Regions from separate parts of the Zea mays genome. Here region 2 is linked to region 1. Evidence: chromatin contacts called from public Hi-C data. All regions are on one chromosome and are shown on one strand. Each heading gives the region's core, a stretch centred on a gene start, on an enhancer-like site or on the middle of the called end of the contact. The rest is flanking DNA. Distances are from core to core; before and after follow the strand shown. Region 1 holds the start of LOC100384266 (Core-2/I-branching beta-16-N-acetylglucosaminyltransferase family protein). Region 2 holds the start of LOC118476085 (tubulin beta chain-like).

Region 1 (2,745 bases), core at 59-2,558:
AGAGTTGAACACTCGGCACAGAACGACACTCGGCACAGACAACTTTGCCGAGTGTCAAACTCTCGGCAAAGGGGCTCTCGGCAAACGGCCGTCAGCGGCCGTCCCAAAGTTGACGGCCGTTAGTCTTTGCCGAGTGCCAGCCGTTGGCTCTCGGCAAAGAGGTTCTGTACCGAGTGCCGCATACTAGGCACTCGGCAAAGCATACTTTGCCGAGTGTCATCTCTGGACACTCGGCAAAGTGTATTTGTATTTTTTTATTTTGTCTCTCAAAAAATTTGTGGTATGTTCCTACACTATGTAGACCTACATGTATCATTTGTGGACAATTTTAACAGAGTTTTCAATCGTTAGTAGATTTAGTTCGTTTATTTGAATTTCTTCGGAAAATTTAGATTTGAACTGTAGGTCACTCGAAACTTGGAAAACCGTGCATGCAAAAATGATATTCATGTTACTTAGCATAAGTTACGACCGATTCTAGGAGCGGACCGGAAACTTCGAGCAACATGCTCACTAAACATGGCCGTGAACTTGTCATACACATGTTTAAAAATTGTATAAAACACAAACAAAGTCAGAAAATCCTGAAACTTGTCCACGTGTCATGATATCATATGTACAGGCTGCGATAAAAATTTTAGAATGTTTGGAGAAAGTTGTGGGACACTATGTGTAGAAACCTAGGAGAACTACACATGAAATCATAGAGTTTCAATGTAGTTCTCCTAGGTTTCTACACATGAAACCTCCTTTGCCGAGTGCCTACTAGGGCTCTCGACACAGGGACTGGCTGTGGGGTCCACTGGACCAGTCTTTGCCGAGTGTCGCCGTAGGCACTCGGCAAAGGATCCGTCACCGTCACTTGGCGCCGTGACGGTGACTTTTCTTTGTCGAGTGCCAAATGGCATTCGGCAAAGTTTTTGCCGAGTGCTCGACAAAAAATACTCGGCAAAGATGCCGTTGCCGATGTACAGTTCGCCGAGCGTTCTTTGCCGAGTGTTACACTCGGCAAAGCCTTTGCCGAGTGTAAAGGCAAAGGAGCTGATTCCGGTAGTGTTTATATCTATCTAGTCACGCGCTTGCAGATCATATACGCTCGCCTTTCGTTGTGATGTAGAAAATATTGGTTGTTAGTTAATTTTTTGAGCACTAGGATTGTACTGGCAAACAGAGGAGAGGAGATAAACAAGTGCGTGACATAACTCGTCACCACCACCACTTCACCACTGCTTGCTGAAAACTGAAATCCCGGATTCTGATTTGGACTGCACCGGTGCACCTCCTGCCTGCCAAGTGCCAACGCACACCGGAGAGCCGCGACCTCTCCGTCGCCCTCGCCCCCTCCCACCCTCCTCTGCCCTGCGTTGTCGTCTCCCTCGCCAGTCCGTCGCGCCCGCCGAGGAGCTGAGCTGAACCGAGGCCGGCCGTTGCGCGCCGCCCGAGAAGAAGACGAAGACGAGCAGACGACGGCTCCTCTCCTACGCCGTCCTCTCTCTCTTGAACTGAAACAGCGTCGCCCACATGGTACGGTTCCGTCCCTTCCCAGTTCCCACTCAGCCACCTGCTTGTTTTCGTTTACCCGAGCTGTGGCGTGGCCGTGGCCCGTGGGGACCTCTTCTCGTCGTCTTCTCCGCCGTCGTCGCGCCGACCGAAGCTGCGTGCGCTTGTCGTCTTTATGCTGTTCCATCCAGGCTTCAGTTCACAAATAACCGCCGCACTGCTGAGTGCTGGCTGCTGTTACCAGCTTCCTTGATGATCGACCACGACCAGTCCAAAGCTTTCGTCATCTCTTTGATCCCACGCGGCCTCACCCGGCTCCGGCTCCGGCTCAGCAATCAATTCCCCCATACGAATTACTAATCTCTCTGATTTCCTTTCAGCTGATCGGCATGCCGCAGGCAGCAGCAGCAGTAGTGCACGGCAAGGACCCCAGCACCGTCCGTCCGGCGGCGGCGCTGCCCCTGAAGCTCCTCCGCCCTCTCCTCCTCGTGGCGGTGCTCGGCACGGGCTTCCTCGCCGCCGTGGCGCTGCTCGTCGGCGGCCCCGCCTACTCGTCCGCGCTCCCGCGCCCGCCGGTCGCCCTGCCGCCCGCGCCGCCGTCGGGCGGCGGGAAGCAGCCGCTGGAGCGGTGGGCGCGGGCGCCGGCGTCCGCGTGGCACAACATGACCGACGACGAGCTGCTGTGGGCGGCGTCGTGGCGCCCCAGCGTCCGGCGCTACCCGTACCGCCGGACGCCCAAGGTGGCCTTCATGTTCCTGACCCGCGGCCCGCTGCCGCTGGCGCCGCTGTGGGAGCGCTTCTTCGCCGGCGCCGGGGGCGGGGACGCCGGCCTCTTCTCCGTCTACGTGCACGCCACGCCGGGGTACCGCCCCGACTTCGCGCCGGCGTCCGCCTTCTACCGCCGCCAAGTGCCCAGCCAGGTACGTACGCGCGCCACCCGCGCACGTACGGCGGCTAGCTCTCCGATCCTCTGCGTTGACGTGGGCTCGCGAGTTTCAGTTTCGCTTTGACGATCGTCCGGGCGGCCGGCGGCCTACCATCATGGCCGTCCATGTTGCACGGCTCCTCTACGTTGACGACGACGTGGGGTCGTGGAATGTGGATGGATGGCGGAGAAGGGGGGGATCGGAGCTGAAAATGACGGCCATTTATTTTCAACTGCGTGCTACAGGTGGCCGAGTGGGGCGAGCCGAGCATGTTCGACGCGGAGCGGCGGCTGCTGGCGAACGCGCTGCTGGACCCGGG
Region 2 (2,700 bases), core at 62-2,561, 320 kb before region 1:
TGTGCCACCGGACAGTGTCCAGTGCACCAGGGGACTTCACGCTGAACTCCTCACCTTCGGGAAAATTCAGAGGCGCTCCGCTATAATTCACCGGACTGTCCGGTGCCCCAACGAAGAGCGGCTCTGGAACTCGCCAGCCTCGGGAATTCGCTCCGCTATAATTCACCGGACTGTCCGGTGTACACCAGACTGTCCGGTGAACCAGCGGAGCAACGACTACTTCGCGCCAACGGTCACCTGCAGGCGCATTTAATGCGCGCCAGAAGCGCGCAGAAGTCAGGCACGCACGCGCTGGCACACCGGACACTCTACAGTACATGTCCGGTGTGCCACCGGACATCCAGGCGGGCCCAGAAGACAGAGCACCAACGGTCGGAACCCAACGGCCTTGGTGACGTGGCTGGCGCACCGGACATGTCCGGTGTACACCGGACTGTCCGGTGCACCATGCGACAGACAGCCCCACCAAACGGCTAGTTTGGTGGTTGGGGCTATAAATACCCCCAACCACCTCACATTCAAGTCATCCAAGTTTTCCCACTTCAACTACTTACAAGAGCTCTAGCATTCAATTCTAGACACACCCAAGTGATCAAATCCTCTCCAAATTCCACACAATGCCCTAGTGATTAGTGAGAGAGATTTGCTTGTGTTCTTTCGAGCTCTTGCGCTTGGATTGCTTTCTTCTTTCTTTGATTCTTCATTGCGATCAAACTCACTTGTAATTGAGGCAAGAGACACCAATCTTGTGGTGGTCCTTGTGGGAACTTTGTGTTCCAAGTGATTGAGAAGAAAAGCTCACTCGGTCCGAGGGACCGTTTGAGAGAGGGAAAGGGTTGAAAGAGACCCGGTCTTTGTGACCACCTCAACGGGGAGTAGGTTTGCGAGAACCGAACCTCGGTAAAACAAATTCACGTGTCTCACTCCTTATTCGCTTGCGATTTGTTTTGCACCCTCTCTCGTGGACTCGATTTTATCTCTAACGTTAACCCGGCTTGTAGTTGTGATTATTTTTGAGAATTTCAGTTTCGTCCTATTCACCCCCTAGGCGACTTTCAACCTTTTTGTCGAGCACCATGCAGGCACGATCGCCGCCACCTCCGCAAGCACCACCTCGCGGCGAGCGGGGGCCAGCTAGTAGACAATCTAGGCGATGGCGTCGAGGGACTCGAGCCTATCAGCGAGCCTGCCGGCGCGGGCGACCGTGGCGCCAGCGAGGCAGAGCGCGCGCGACAGGAGGGCCGGAGGGGAGCGAATCGAGGCAGTGGCTGGCTGGCGGCGGAGGTAGAGGAGAAGCAGTACGGGAGAGAGAGGCTGAGACAAAGCGGAATCGAACGTCAGCTCATAGGGAATTTAGATGAAGGTTTGAGATCCGGAGTGGCTATAGAGACTGGCCACGTGTTCGCACCCGCGAGCGTCTCAGTACACCGGATGACCGGAAACGCGGAGGAGGCTGGAAACTCCAGCGGGTTTTAATAAGAAAGAATACATAACCCACGTGCTGATGTGTTTTACATTCAAACTTTATGAAACACCGTTGACACCCTGATGATGCTGGAATTGAAGCCAAGCTCATCATATATTGACAGTGTGGATACTCGTCTTTCAGATTACCATGGATTATACTTCACTCGGAGCAAATATTTAGCGCTTAAAACAGAAAAAAAAATACAATGGAAAAGGCAATATGAAATGACATACGAAAACAACAGCAACCGCAATTAGTGCAATAATTTTCGTTTACAAATGGGAAAAAAATGTGAGCTTGTCAATTTGCAAGGAAAGTGTGGCATAGGTATCTAAGTGTGCTTGAGCGTTTCTTTCGTGAGCCATCAAAGGTGGCCATGCTGCAGACGTGTAGTGGCAAATAGGAAAGGAGGATCACTAGTCTACAAGTGGGAGCAGCGCATGCTTGCTTGCTGTGCTAAGTAGCAGTAGTAGCTCCCTACATAGATCTTGCAAATTCGGTGGCCATCGACAGATACTGTTTCGATCATGACAGTGTCATCTCAGCATTCTGACTTTTGAGTGATGAAAATGCAAATGGTAGCCTAATTTTTAATGGTAATGATCGATGCCTAATATATGTGGCTACTGCACACCTGACTCAATTTTAAGCGTCAAATGTGCAGAAGAATAGAAGATAGCCCGTTCTCGTCGTCAATACTGCTACCAATTACCGAAAGTATATCATGGCATAGTACGAACGAATGAAGCATTATTTTGCAACAAATTTATGTTGAGTGGATGGCATAGTACGAATAACATGGAGATAAAAAAAGTAACTGAACATGAGGTAAAAAAAAATAAAGTGATTGAACAATCATCGCAATACATAAAAACTTTATCGACTCTACTGTACTAATGTACGGTTTATTTCAAGAACAAAAGATGCAGCATCAGTACAACAAAAGTTTCAGAGTACATACACCCTTTGGCTGCAACGAAAGCACATGATACGCCCACCTCTTTTCTATACCCGCCGCCTTATTGGCATCTCAGCTCCCAACCGGTGACTATCTGAATGCTATTACAGCTCCTGACTACATGATTCAGCCGGAGTTCAGTGTTCAAAAATTCTCATTCCCAGCCAGTGGCATAACTGTTCGGAAATCTCCCTGCTCAGTCGGACGAACGTCTCATGCAACGAAATAACATGATGAAAAGTTGAAAACTGAAGTACAAATGACGCAGAGCCAT

What was found. A called contact is a pair of places that touch in the nucleus more often than the background predicts.
Region 2: a Hi-C map of leaf shows a contact between it and region 1, with 5 times the contacts expected there. The contact joins the promoter of LOC118476085 here to the promoter of LOC100384266 in region 1. A contact is called at or near these places in 3 of 25 Hi-C or Micro-C datasets (ear, leaf and tassel).

Annotation. Positions count from the first base shown.
Region 1 is chr1:183,733,220-183,735,964 of Zm-B73-REFERENCE-NAM-5.0, reverse strand. It overlaps LOC100384266 (Core-2/I-branching beta-16-N-acetylglucosaminyltransferase family protein), which reads left to right and starts at 1,308. Exons shown (of 3, transcript NM_001176831.1): 1 at 1,308-1,524; 2 at 1,881-2,420; 3 at 2,672-2,745. The coding sequence starts at 1,522.
Region 2 is chr1:184,053,136-184,055,835 of Zm-B73-REFERENCE-NAM-5.0, reverse strand. LOC118476085 (tubulin beta chain-like) reads right to left here and starts at 1,311. Exons shown (of 2, transcript XM_035964156.1): 1 at 1,061-1,311. The coding sequence starts at 1,078. It overlaps LOC100285810 (erg28 like protein), which reads right to left. Exons shown (of 3, transcript NM_001158700.1): 3 at 2,355-2,700.